Regions from separate parts of the Sus scrofa genome. Here region 1 is linked to region 2. The links are chromatin contacts, called in public Hi-C maps. All regions are on one chromosome and are shown on one strand. Each heading gives the region's core, a stretch centred on a gene start, on an enhancer-like site or on the middle of the called end of the contact. The rest is flanking DNA. Distances are from core to core; before and after follow the strand shown.

Region 1 (6,629 bases), core at 2,868-5,367, 55 kb after region 2:
CTTGTTTTTAAGATCTATTTAGGCAAACTTCATATGAAAAAAATCACCCATTTTAAGGATACAATTTGGAGTTCCTGTTGTGGCTCAGTGGTTAATGAATCCGACTAGGAACCATGAGGTTGTGGGTTTGATCCCTGGCCTCGCTCAGTGGGTTGAGGATCCGTCGTTGCCCTGACCTGTGGTGTAGGTCGCTGCCAGTCTTGCTGTGGCTGTGGTGTAGGCTGGTGGCTACAGCTCCGATTAGACCCCTAGCCTGGGAACCTCCATATGCCCCAGGTGTGGCCCTAAAAAAGCAAAAAAAGACACACACACAAAAGAATTGGGGGGGTGAGTACTGTGAGCTTTGTATTAGAGATGGGGAAACTGAGACAGGGATGCTGACGTTTCACTTCTACCAAGAACCATATGAAAAGAAATGGACTTGGGCTCCTGAGATGTTTAGAGCTGGGGCCTTAGAAATCAGCTTTGAACCTCTTGTGGGTCATCCCCTATTCTAGGACCCAGAATGGTTGTCTGCCGTGACCCCTTGGCTTGAATACTGCCATTGACAAGGGGCTCACTGCTTCGGCAGGCTGGGTGTTTATGCTATAGAGTCAGGCAGTCAGTTGAGGAGTTGGAGCTAATAGTCCAGCTCCTGAAGTTTGATTCTTTTCTTTTCTTTCCTTTTTTTTTTTGGCTTTTTAGGGCTACACTCATGGCATATGGAGGTTCCCAGGCTAGGGGTTCAGATTGGAGCTACAGCTGCTGGCCTACACCACAGCCACAGCCACGCAGGATCCGAGCCGCAGCTACCTACATCACAGCTCACGGCAACGCTGGATCCTTAATCTACTGAGTGAGGCCAGGGATTGAACCCACAACCCCCACAACCTCATGGTTCCTCGTCGGATTTGTTTCCACCGTGCCACGATGGGAACTCCTGAAGTTTGATTCTTTTTGGAGAAATGAGACTACTTCTCTGCCAAGGATTCCCAAGGGCGGTTTATTTTCTCTCAGGACCAACTGCCATATACTTGCCAAGGGTCAGGAGGATGGCACGTCCTCGTGTGGAGCGAGGGAGCGTGTGTGGGGTGCTCTCGCTGTCAGGGTCAGCTGTGAAGAGGCAGGGAGGCCAGCTGATGCTGCCACCTACCAAAGACCAGCTGTCCTTCACTGTGAAAATGGACACAGTGAAGCCTGGACCTTTCAAGGTTGTAGGTGGCGGGGGGGGAACTGGATATTGTAAAGCACCCAGCACCTGTATTTGGGGCAGGAATGGTCTTGCCTTAAAGCAAGGGTTACCTTTTTTTTCCTTTTTCGGCTGCATCTAGCATATAGGAATTCCAGGCCAGGGGTCGAATCTGAGCCACAGCTGCAGCAATACTGGGTCCTTAACACACTGTGCTGGGCTGGGAATCACACCTGTACCTCTGTAGTTACACAAGTCACTGCAGTCGGATTCTTGACCCGCTGCGCCACCGTGCGAACTCCAATGGTTCCCTTTTCTGATTTACCAAGAGCCCCTCTAGCAATATGGCAGAAGCTCATCAATCCCTTCTCAGAGAAGGGGTTTTTTAAAGAGACAAAACTAAGTATATGGTGTTACAGAGGAAGTACATTTTATTGAGAGGGCTGTCAATATACTAAACCAAATTGGTATAGTTGTAATATCTGCTCCTGAGTCCATGAAATAATCCATTAAGTAAGTTAAGGTTACATTTTATTTTTATATTTTTTATTTTATTTTTTGTCTTTTTAGGGCCGCACCTGCGGCATATGCAAGTTCGCAGACTAGGGGTCGCATGGGAGCTTGCAGCTAGTGGCCTACACCACAGCCACAGCAATGTCAGATCTGAGCTGCATCTGCAACCTACACCACAGCTCACAGCAACGCTGGATCCTTAACCCGCTGAGCAAGGCCAGGGATCGGACCTGCGTCCACATGGATGCTATTCAGATTCATTTCTGCTGAGCCACGATGGAAACTCCTAAATTTTATTTTTAAAGACACACCAGGGTGGAGTTCCCGTCATGGCTCAGTGGTTAATGAATCCGACTAGGAACCATGAGGTTGGGGGTTCGATCCCTGGCCTTGCTCAGTGGGTTAAGGATCCGGCGTTGCCGTGAACTGTGGTGTATGTAGGTCGCAGATGCGGCTCGGTTCCTGCGTTGCTGTGGCTCTGGTGTAGGCCAGTGGCTACAGCTCCGATTCGACCCCTAGCCTGGGAACCTCCATATGCTGTGGGAGCGGCCCAAGAAATGGCAAAAAGACAAAAAAAAAAAAAAAAAAAGACACTCCAGAGAAAGGGCTGGTGTTGCTCAGCTTTGATGGAGACATTCAGCTGGGGCATGCCTTTGAGGACACTGCCTAGCATGATGGACTCGGAGCGATGGCAATTAGTTTGATTGTCCCAGGTGTTGAGAACCCCACTTTGCATGGCAGCTTCCCTACAGCTGGCTTCCTAAAGTGAGGCTAGGTTTGCCTCTTGGATTGTTGTGTTCTTCACACTTGTTGAGTGAGATGCAGCCGTGAGAACCTGGGATCCGATGTGGGGCCCCGAGACCACCAGGCACAGAGTTGTCCAGAGTTGTGCAGTCCTGTCATCTGCGGTCTGGGAGCAAGGAGCTAAGGTCTGATTACAGTGATGTGAAGGGCGTGCTGAGTGCCTGCCCCGTTTCCAGAACCTGCCCAGCTGCCGTGTGATGAGAAAATGTCTCTGAGCTCAGTGGTGGCCATGTCCCAGACTCCGTGACATGACAGGGCTGGCCTTCCTTTTTTTTTTTTTTTTTCTTTTTCTTTTTTTCCTTTCACTTTTTAGGGTCTATGGCATCTTGGAGGTTCCCATGCTAGGGTCAAATTGTAGCTGCAGCTGCTGGCCTATACCACAGCCATGGCAATGACAGATCCTTAATCCATTGGGCAGGGCTAGGGATTGAACCTGCATCCTCAGGGATACTAGTTGGGTTCCTAACTTGCTGAGCCACAGTGGGAACTCTGGCCTTCATTCATGATTGAAGAAAATGCTAGGTTTTAGTTAGAAGTTAGGGAAATAGGCATAATTGTTTGCAAATCATCCTGGCTCATAGCCACCTCCCCGCCACTCCACTTACTCTTTGGGCTCATCCCAGTCTCTCCCCCACCCTCCCCATTGCAGAGGTTTGAACACTAGGGCCCCCACCCACATCCCTGCCCTTGCTCACCCCGGCCCTGGTCACAGATGGTCAGACTGCCAATCTTAGTAGCCAGATCCACTTGGCTAGATGGAAAGGGCTTTCAGACCATCCCATCTGTCACTGTCATTTTATGGCTGGGGACACGGAGGCCCAGAGAGGAAAAGTAAATTGCCCAGCAGGATGTCCAGCAGGATGGAGCCCCCTTTGTTGGCAAGGCTCACTTCAGAAGGGCTTGGGAGGTTTCAGGGGCAGAGCTACCGACTGAGAAGCCTGGGAAGCCTGGGGTTTCACCCGCCTTTAGACATTTGGGAAATAGGTCAACTTTCAGAGGATACGGTCCTTCTCTCATTGCTGCAGCCTGCAGCTGTGCACATCTGTATTTTCCAGCTGTCCTTACGGGGATTAGCTGGGACTGCCATTGCCTGTGGAGCCCGAGAGAGCAGAGGACGGCCAGAGCTGGAGCTGTGGGGGAGGGGAGTGGGAGGTGTCAGGCCCAGCCCCGTTCTAGCAGGGCCCAGCCTTGGCCTGGCAGCTGTAGCCAGCTGTTGCCTCCCACAGGCCCTTCCCATGTCCATCACCCCCTCCTTCAGTGACTGTCGCTGTGCCCCTCTTCTTGGAGGCGGCTGTTCCCACCCACGCCTCCTTGGCCCAGACTGCTGAGAGGGGTCTGGGGAACGCTGGTGAGCCATGCTGGGGGTCCACCCCGTCAGGCGAAGTGGAGAGAAGGTTCTGGCCCTGCTGATGGTCAGCTGGGGATCCACTATGGAGCCCCTTAGCCGCTCTGAGCGCCTCTGTTTCTGTTTGGGAACAGAGGTTCATTCCTTCCATCTTCCACCAAGGAGAGAGAAGGAGAGAGAAAGAGAGCGAGCGAGCGAGCGAGCGAGCGAGAGCGAGCCTGGGTGTGGAGAGCCGTGATGAGACTCTTATAAACCCAAGGCGCGCGTCTTAGCCGAGCCGTCCCCCGGCTGCTGGGAGTTGTCAAGCTGACAAGGCTGGGCCGCAGACAGCCCTTTCCAGATGGGAGAGGGAGGGGGAAGCTCCTTCCAGCAGGGAGGACTGGAATGATAGGGAGCTGTCCAGGTGGCCCCGGGGACAGGGAGCCCGAGTGCAGTCAGTGTGTTCGGGAGGCATGGGAAGCACTTGCCTCAGGACCAGGAACTCTTGATTTGGGGTCTGGGGCGAGAGGGCACTGTGAGCTCAGCCTTCAGACCTACCTGCTGCCTAGGCTTCATGGTGACCCCTGACCCCACCATTGGCTTCTTGAGGTGCTGCTGCTGCTTATGAGAGGGCAGGGGTGAGAGTGGGGTCAGGGGTGGGGGTGAGTGTGGATGGCTGAGGGCAGCTTGGAAGGGGGTGGGGATCTTCAGGGAAGGACTCTGCTTCTGCGGAGTGGAGCCAGCTCAGGGTCCAGGCGGGGATAGGGGCTGGCGGGGCAGGTCGCTCCCTCCCTCTCCTGATCCTGGACCATCAGTGCCATGTGGAGCCCGCTGCTGCTGATTCCCAGAAAGTGTGGAATTCTCAGCCCCTTCCTTTCCCAGTGGCCCTGGTTCTCAGACCCCTGAGCCAGTCTTCCCACATCCTCTTCCAGCTCTTAGCAGCTCTCCTGGCCTGTTTCCTCAGCCACTCTATTATTTGTCTTAAGTAGGTTTTATTACCCAGTGATCAGAGGAAAAAAATTGTAGAAAATGCAAATAAGGAGAAAGGAGAGAATTAAAATGGTCTCTAATCTCATCGCCAGGGGATGACTCAGGTTAGCATCTTGATGGGTATCCTCCCAGGCTTTTCTCCTGATACACATTCGTGTATTAAAATCCATGTATTGAAATGGGACCATAGACGTTCCCATTGTGGCGCAGCGGAAATGAATCCGACTAGGAAGCCTGGTTCGATCCCTGGCCTTGCTCAGTGGGTTAAGGATCCAACGTTGCCGTGAGCTGTGGTGTAGGTCGCAGACGAGGCTAAGATCTGGAGTTGCTGCTACAGGTTGGCAGCTGTAGCTCCAGTTGGACCCCTAGCCTGGGAACCTCCATATGCCATGGGTATGGCCCTGAGAAGCAAAATACAATAAAATAAAATGAAATGGCTGTACTTGGTTTGCATCCTTGTCCTTCCATTCCTGTTGCCTAGATACCCTTCCATGTCAGTCAGTGTGGTATTTTTCAGGCTAACATTGCACCTTAGAGATGTCCTGTAATGTATTCAACAAATCCCCTGTTGCAGGTTGTTTCCAGTGTTTGGATACTATCAACAACACTGCTACCACCAAAACACCCTTACAGCCCAGTCTGCACACGTCCTTAACCCTCCCCAGGAGCAAGCCCTGCAGGGGGAGTTGTGAGTCCACTAGGATGCCCAGCTGCCAGATGTCGGGCAGAAGCTTTGCTGTTGGGGTGTTGTTGACGATGTTCAGATTATTGATGTAGAGATCAGGCGCTGGCGCTTTCTTTGTATCCTTGGTTTGCTGAGAACCTGCCCAGTCTGGACTCGCTTGGCCTCTGTTGGTGACATTCACAGCCAGAATGTCCTTTTGCCTCCCGTTCCCATCCAAATCCTTCACCTCATCTAAATCCTTCAAATCCTCTGCTGACTTTCCCTCTGCCTCTCGCTCGGTGACAGCCTCCACTTCTCCCTGCCCTCCGTGTGCCAGGACCCAGCCACTTAGCGCCCTAGGCCTGGCGGGGAAGAGGGGCGGGATGGCTAACCCCTCCCTGTCTTACCTTTGCCGGGGAGGGAGTGTAAACCATAAGGGGTAAGGGGCTACGCTGTCTTGTCACTCCATGTCCATAATTCTCCCCAAAGCAGCAGCGCAGAGGGCTGTGCACACAGTAGGGACTCGGTGAACATGTGCTTTACTGGGCACAGTGCAGGGGTGGGGGTGGTGGGGGGAGCAGGACCCACCTCTGTCTTCAGCTGCAGAGTGAGCTGGCTCTTTCTGGGTTTCAGACTCTGTACATAGGGTGGGGGTGAGGGGTGACCTAGGTCCCGCTTTTTTTTCTCTCTTTTTTAGGGTTGCACCCATGGCATATGGAGGTTCCCAGGCTAGGGGTGGAATCAGAGCTGCACCTCCCGGCCTATGCCACAGCCGCATCAACGTGGGATCTGAGCCACATTTGCAACCTGCAATACAGCTCATGGCAACCCTGGATCCTTAATCCACTGAGCGAGCCAGGGATCCAGCCCATGTCCTCATGGATGCTAGTTGGATTCATTTCCACTGCGCTGCAATGGGGACTCCGGCCTAGGTCCCTCCTGCTGTGACTTTTCCCACCCTTCCTTGACCACGTGCCCTCTTACCCCACAGGTCTTGGGTCCTGAGGCCGCCGGCAGACTATGGGTACAACGGCCAGCACAGCCCAGCAGACGGTCTCAGCGAGCACCCCCTTTGAGGGCCTCCAGGACGGCAGCACGATGGATGGTCGGCACTCACTCAGCGTCCACTCCTTCCAGACCGCGAGCTTGCCCAACAGTAAGGCCAA
Region 2 (6,667 bases), core at 2,137-4,636:
CCAGCTGCACGACCCTCAGAGATTTGCAGGGGATGCTGGGCTTGGAGGTACGTGGGAGCCCCGGACTTTGCAGGTGTCTGATCATCACATGCCAGCTCGGTGTGAATTCAGACTCAGGAGACCAGCTCCCTGGGGGGGAGGGGGAGGAGGGAGGTGCTGCGTGGTGAGAGAAAGAAAGATTTCATTCTCTTCTCAACTCTCTTGGGAAAGGGCCCCCTGGGGGGATCTGGAGGTAGAACAAGAGTTCAGGCCCCTTCTGGTCTTGGAGGTTCCCATCGGTCTTTGAAAGCCCTGGGGTGTTTAGTTGATGTCTGTGGGCAGCAGGGGTATGGAATGGCATTTCTCAAATATTTGAAAGGAAGAGGTAAGTACTTGTGCGCTGGTGGTCCCAGGGTGGGGGGACAGGACCAGCGGGGGTCCAAGGAGATTGGCGGGAAGTGGAGGTCAGATTCATGTGAGGGGCAGGAGGAAGGACGTCCTAAGTGTGGCACAGTTCTTGGAGATGTCTCCTCGGGGGATGAGCCCCCATCCCTGGGAGAGACACTCGGGTGGCTGAACACAAGGGCTCTGGAGTCAGACGGCTGGGAGATGTTGGGCAGGTTCCTCAACCTCTCTGAGCCTCAGTTTCTTTACTTAAAAAATGAGGATAATAGTGAAATACACTTTTCAAAAGTGAGGAATGAGGAGTTCCCCCGTGGCACAGTAGGTTAAGGATCTGGCATTGTCGCTGCAGCAGTTCAGATCACTCCTGTGACGCAGGTGAGAGCCCTGGCCTGGGAACTTCCACACGCCGTGGGCGTGGCCAAAAAACAAGTGAACAGTGAGATTGTGGCTCTGAAGTCTAACTCAGTATCTGGTATGTAGAAAGCACCCGTAACGGAGCAAGATACTGTGGGGAGTGTTCTTGGGTGAGGTGGGGAGTTGGGTGAAATCTCCACAAAAGGCCCTTCAGCCCCGATGTTCAGTGGAAGGAGAACCATGGAGCGTATCCTGACCGTGTACCAGAGTTGTGTGAAGTTTGTCACTTGCCATCACATGGGCAATTTGCCCACCTACCCACCACAGGGGGGGTCTGAGCAGAGTACCTGTGTTTGTGTGCAAGGCAAGAATTTTTATCCCATTTTACAGATGAGGAGACTGAGGCCGAGAGAGTTTCCTTGACTTGCCTGGTGTAGACATGGTGAGGCAGGAACTAGCCTAGGGCTTAGGTCCCCAGAAGCCCAGTCAGGGGCTCTGTGCACCCTGCCTCTCTGGTCATGATCCTTATCAAGCCCCGCCTCTCGGTTTTCTGGAGTCAGATGCTCTACTGTTAGGTCACGAGGACCTTCTTCTTGGTTTCTGCTCAGTTAGAGGGGTGGCCTGACTGTCTGGCTGAAAAGAAGGTGAGGTGAGGGAGTATGAGGTAAGGTTAAGGAAGCTTCTTTTCCCCAGGGCCCAAGTGTGACCCCCCTTTCCCTGCTTTTGCCCCAAGAGGAGTCCCTGCCCGGGGCTTCTTGTGAACCTGCTGTGGTGGACAGGGCACAGCGGGCTTTGGCATCAGGAGAGCCATCCTCAGATGAGTGACATCACCTCAGTGCTCTGGGAGGTGGGAGTGGCACCTTCTCCCATTTGCTGAAAATAGTAATTTCATGGTAATTTCCAGAAAGCCCTTTGTAACCCCAAAGCAGTCTTTGAGTCCAAACTTTGCAAATATAAGAACTCAGGATTTGAACTTCTTCCTTCAAAAATGTTCCTCTGCCCAAGACCACCTCGTAAAGTGGAAGCAGCTGCCCTGCAGTGTTTGGAGGGCAGGTCTGGCCAGTTATACAAGCGTTTATTAAGCTCCTACTATATGCTGTGCCCTGGGCTGGAACACAGCAATGAACAGTGTGCCTTCCCCTGCCCTTGAGAAGCTCACTGCCTAGTGGTGAAGGGGTCAGCAAGCTCACGGGTCCTGCCAGGGGCGACAGCCTTGAGGTGTGCTGATCTGAGCCCCCTTGCAGAGAACTTGCTGCAGGATGCAGTTAGCTGACTGCCCTCGCTGCCGCACCTTTGGGATCCACTGCCGATTCACACGGAGGCCACCCCTTTCCTGGGCTGCTCCTGGCCAGTGGCTGAGCCCAGCAGGGGTGCTAGAGCTGGGCCACATCTGCCAGATGCAGGATGCCTCTAATGGGCAGCCTTTCCTCAGGTCTCCGGTGGCGCTGAGCCTGAGGCTCTTCCTCCCCACCTTCCATCCATCTCCATTCTCACGCAGGTGTCAGACCTGCAGCTTGGTGTGCGCTCTGCCTTCTCCCCCCTGCCCCTCTGCCCCTTGTCTCTCACAGGCATTTCCCCCAGTAACCCGTTTGCACTGCTAACTTTGCCTTCGTGCCTCTAGAGGATTGTAACTGACATGTGCTGTGGAAGTCGTGCCCTGACCCGGGGACGCCTGCCCGGTTTGCTGAGTAGAATATGCTGACCACACTTCAGGGCAGACCGAGGGGACCTTGGATGTCTAGCTGGGTTGCTAGAGCATAGGGCAGCCTGAGCTTTTGTTGTGGGTAGGAAAAGGGAGCTTTGGGGTGAGTCCCAGCTCTGTCCCCTACCAGCTGTGTGCCCTGGAGTGGCTGAGTGCATCTCCCTGAGCCTCAGTTTCCTCATCTGCTAAGCAGGATCAGGGGGCTCGGCCTTATGGGGCAGGGGTGGAGCTTCCGTGAGTTAAGGCACATGAACCGGGGTGCATAGTAAATGGTCCGTGTCTCCCTTCCTCTGGAAGCAGGAAGACCATGCAGGGGAGGGGGCAAGAGGCCGTCTCTGAATCCACGCCCTTAGTCTCAGCACCCTGGACTTGGGGGGCTGTGCGTGTTCCTCTGAGCTGTGGCCAGCATACCCTTCTTCCTCCTTCCTTCCCTCCCTCCTTCATTCATTCATTCTTTCTTCCTTCCTTTCCTCTCTCCCTCTTCCTCCTTCCTTCCTTTCTTCCCTCCATCTGTCTTTCTTCCTTTCTCTTTTTCTTCTTTCTTCTTTCCTCCCCCCCCACCCCGTTTCTTTCCCTCTTCCTTCCTACCTTCCTTCCACCTTGCCCTCGCTATGTGGAAGTTCCCAGGCCAGGGATCAATCCCATGCCACAGCAGTGACCTGAGCCACAGCAGTGACAACCCCTGATCCTTAACCTGCTGTGCCACCAGGGGATTTCTGCCAGCACACTCTTAAGAGGAGTTGACATACCCTGATCCCCTGCCAGCCACAGGTGGAAACCCTCTACCCTGTGCTGGTGGCTGGCGGCAGGCCAGAGTCTTGGTACAAAGGCAGGCTGCTGAGAGTTGGATTGGCCTGTTGCAGCCAGAAGAGGGCCTCAGAGCCACTTGGCCCAGTTGTTCCCAAGCACCAGACACTTGACTGTTGCCTTAGAACGACCCAGGGGGCTTTCCCAGGCTCCAGCCCTGCAGGTTCCGGCCTAGGAGGCCTGGAGTGGAGCCTGGGAATCTGTGGTCCAGCCCCTCCCGCTGGTGATTCAAGTGCACACGGAGGCTGGGTGGGAACAACTGTTGAGTCCTGGCCCTGAGTTTACTCTGGACTGCCAGGACAGTGAATGCCTGTCTCAGATGGCCCGGGGCGGGTGGAGGGTGCCTGGAGAGGCCTTCCCAGCCAGCAGGGCTTAGTGGCGTCCAGTTTACAGGAATGTGCAGGAATGTCAACCAACCGTGAGTCTTGTAGTATGTATTCATTGTGCTTCTGAGTTTGTTTTGGGGAGGAAGGGGTTCTGATGAGCTGGGCTGTTTCTCTGTGGCTTTGAGCTGTCCCTGCCTGTGACTGGGTGCCTCCACAACAACAAAGGGAAAGTGGGTGGTATCTGCCCCTTCTGAGACACCTCACTCTAGGCCGTCAAGACAGACAAGGAGGAGTTCCGGTCGTGGCTCAGTGGAAACGAATCTGACTAATATCCATGAGGATGCAAGTTTGATCTCTGGCCTTGCTCAGTGGGTTAAGGATCCGGCGTTGCCGTGAGCTGTGGTGTAGGTCACAGATGCAGCTTGGATCCTGCATTGCTGTGACTGTGTGTAGGCCAGTAGCTACAGCTCCGATTCGGCCCCTAGCCTGGGACCCTCCATATACCATGGGTACAGCCCTAAAAATACAGAACAACAACAACAAAGAGACAGACAAGGAGACTGGGTCAGGAGTGAGTTCCTTGTCTCTGGGGGCAGTCAAGCAGAGGCAAGGACTGCTGTCCCTCAGAGATTTCATGCAGGAAATCCTCCATTTCTGGCAGGGTATGCTGTCTGGCCTCTTGGATTTTGTTGCTTTATTTAATTTATGTATTTATTTATTCATTTATTTATTTTCTTTTTTAGGGCTGAACCCACAGCATAGGGAGGCTCCCAGGCTAGGGGTCGAATTGGAGCTACAGCTGTTGGCCTACACCACAGCCACAGCAATACAGGATCTGAGCCGCGTCTGCAATCTATAGCACAGCTCAGGGCAGTGTTGGATCCTTAACCCACTGAGGGAGTCCAGGGATCAAACCCACATCCTCAGGGACACTATGCTGGATTCTTAACCTGCTGAACCACAATAGGAATTTTAAATTTTGTTGCTTTAATATGCATTTATTACATTTATCATGTTGTGATGGATATAGGGGCGAAATTGTGTGCTGTTTGGGGGGTTGCTTTAAAAGACTCTGGAAAGAAAACCAAAAGAGAAAAACAATATAACCATAGATGAAGCAAGTGTGGCAAAATCGATAATTGTCCTACCTGGTAATAGGTATATGGAATCAATTATGTGAATCTCTACTTTTTTGCATATGTAGAGTGTTCAAAAGAAAAATTAAACATGACAAATGTTAGACTACATCACAGGTGCACAGGATAAATAAGACCCAACTGTGCACAGGGATAGCGAGTGAAGAGAAACTCTGCTTCCCTCCTCCAGCCTCTTTGATCCTCTGAGGGTTAAGCTTCTTTCCAGCATATTTTGTATCCTTCCAGAGACTGACCTGGTGTATACAAGCCTACCAGCTAATTCCTAGTTAAAACTAGATAGCACATCCACGCGGAACAAAGTTCAAATGCATAAGAAGGTATGCAGCGAAAAGTTTCCCTCCTGCTCGAGGCCCCAGCCACCTAGTTTGCTGGAGGCAACTGAAGTCACTGGTTTCTTACCTGTACTTTAGAGGTCATTAATGTATGGTTGATCTGTACAGTTAATGTATGGGAAGGGTGAGGGGTGCCGCCTCTGTGAGTCGAAAATCTACGTGTAATTTAATTTATAGCTGGCCCCTGGCTGCACCCCCTCTTCTGCATCCCCAGAGTCAACCAACCGTGAGTCTTGTAGTATGTATTCATGGAAAAGAGATCTGCGTGTAAGTGGCCCCCTGCCGCTCAAACTCGTGTTCTTCAAGGGTCAGCTGTAGTATGCGTGTGTATGTTTGCATAGGCAGCCATCGTATTCACAGGTTCTGCATCAGCTGATACGTACTGTACACAGAGGTGACATGGCTGTACTACTATAAAGGGACTTGAAGGAGTTCCCGCCGTGGCTTGGCGGAAATGTAACTGACTAGCATCCATGAGGATGCAGATTCTCTCCCTGGCCTCACTCAGTGGGTTAAGGATCCGGCGTTGCCGTGAGCTGTGGTGTAGGTTGCAGATGCGGCTCGGATCCCGCGTTGCTGTGGCTCTGGTGTAGTCTGGCAGGTACAGCTCCGATTTGACCCCTAGCCTGGGAACTCCCATATGCCGTGGGTGCGGCCCTAAAAAGACAATAAATAAATAAATAAATAAATAAAGGGACTTGAGCATCTGTGGATTTTGTACCCATGGGGTCCTGGAACTAATCCCCCATGGATAGGGAGGGACAGTATATTTACAGCTCTTAAAGTGCTAAAATATTAGAGATCTTGTCCTGAAATTTCCTCTCCTGACTTCCTCCCCTGCTTCCCTCCTTCCTGCTTACCTTAATCACTTAATTTTCCTTAATCATCATCGCTATACATGAAGCCTGTCTCTTTGTTTCATTTTCCCTTCATCTCATCCGTTTTTCTCATAGGCACCCATGGTAGTATGTTTGATAAATGTTTTTGCATAATGCACATATCCTCGTTTTTACAAACTATGGTTTTTTTCTTTGTATGGATGTTGTTACTTTCCATCAATGCTGTTGTATGGCTGACAGCTCTATTTTATTACTTTTCTTGCAGGATACTGTGTTTTCATGTTTCTGGGTTGTGTACACCTGGCTTGTTGGGTGTCCTTGTTGGATGGGAGTCCACATGACTTATCTATTTCCCTAGAGACAGATGCTAAGGCTGGCTTGAGCACCCACTGTCACAGACCACACTGCCCTGATCATCTCTGTCCTTGTCCACTCCTGAACTTTGCTCCCAGCTCTAGAGATCATATTTTTTTTTTTCTTTTGCCACTCCTGCAGCATGCAGAAGTTCCTGGGCCAGGGATCGATCCTGAGGCACAGCAGTAACTCGAGCCACAGCAGTGACAATGCTGAATCCTTAACCACTAGGTCACCAGGAAACTCCTAGGGATCATTTTTTAATCAGCCATCATAACATCTGCCTTGTTTTTTTTTTTTTTTTTTTTTTCTTGTCTTTTTGCCATTTCTTGGGCCGCTCCCATGGCATATGGAGGTTCCCAGGCTAGGAGTCAAATCAGAGCTACAGCTGCTGGCCTATGCTGGAGCCACA

Evidence for each region. Hi-C and Micro-C count contacts between places; a contact is called where the count stands out from the background.
Region 1: a contact with region 2 is called in a Hi-C map of skeletal muscle, with 4 times the contacts expected there. The contact joins two enhancer-like sites. A contact is called at or near these places in 2 of 5 promoter capture datasets (fetal skeletal muscle and liver), 22 of 47 Hi-C or Micro-C datasets (adipose tissue, alveolar macrophages, brain and 14 more) and 2 of 2 datasets of contacts at active chromatin or transcription factors (alveolar macrophages and skeletal muscle).

The regions. Positions count from the first base shown.
Region 1 is chr14:73,437,529-73,444,157 of Sscrofa11.1, forward strand. It overlaps PALD1 (paladin), which reads left to right. Exons shown (of 22, transcript XM_021073790.1): 2 at 6,455-6,629. The coding sequence starts at 6,484. Among named protein-coding and RNA genes, the nearest start is that of PALD1, 40 kb to the left of the region's middle. Within about 2 kb of position 4,118, at least 13 of the 83 cell types and tissues checked have an H3K27ac peak or open chromatin away from gene starts, as enhancers often do. A contact at or near this core is called in fetal skeletal muscle and skeletal muscle, where this site is marked.
Region 2 is chr14:73,383,350-73,390,016 of Sscrofa11.1, forward strand. No RefSeq gene overlaps it. Among named protein-coding and RNA genes, the nearest start is that of PALD1, 14 kb to the right of the region's middle. Within about 2 kb of position 3,387, at least 24 of the 83 cell types and tissues checked have an H3K27ac peak or open chromatin away from gene starts, as enhancers often do. A contact at or near this core is called in fetal skeletal muscle and skeletal muscle, where this site is marked.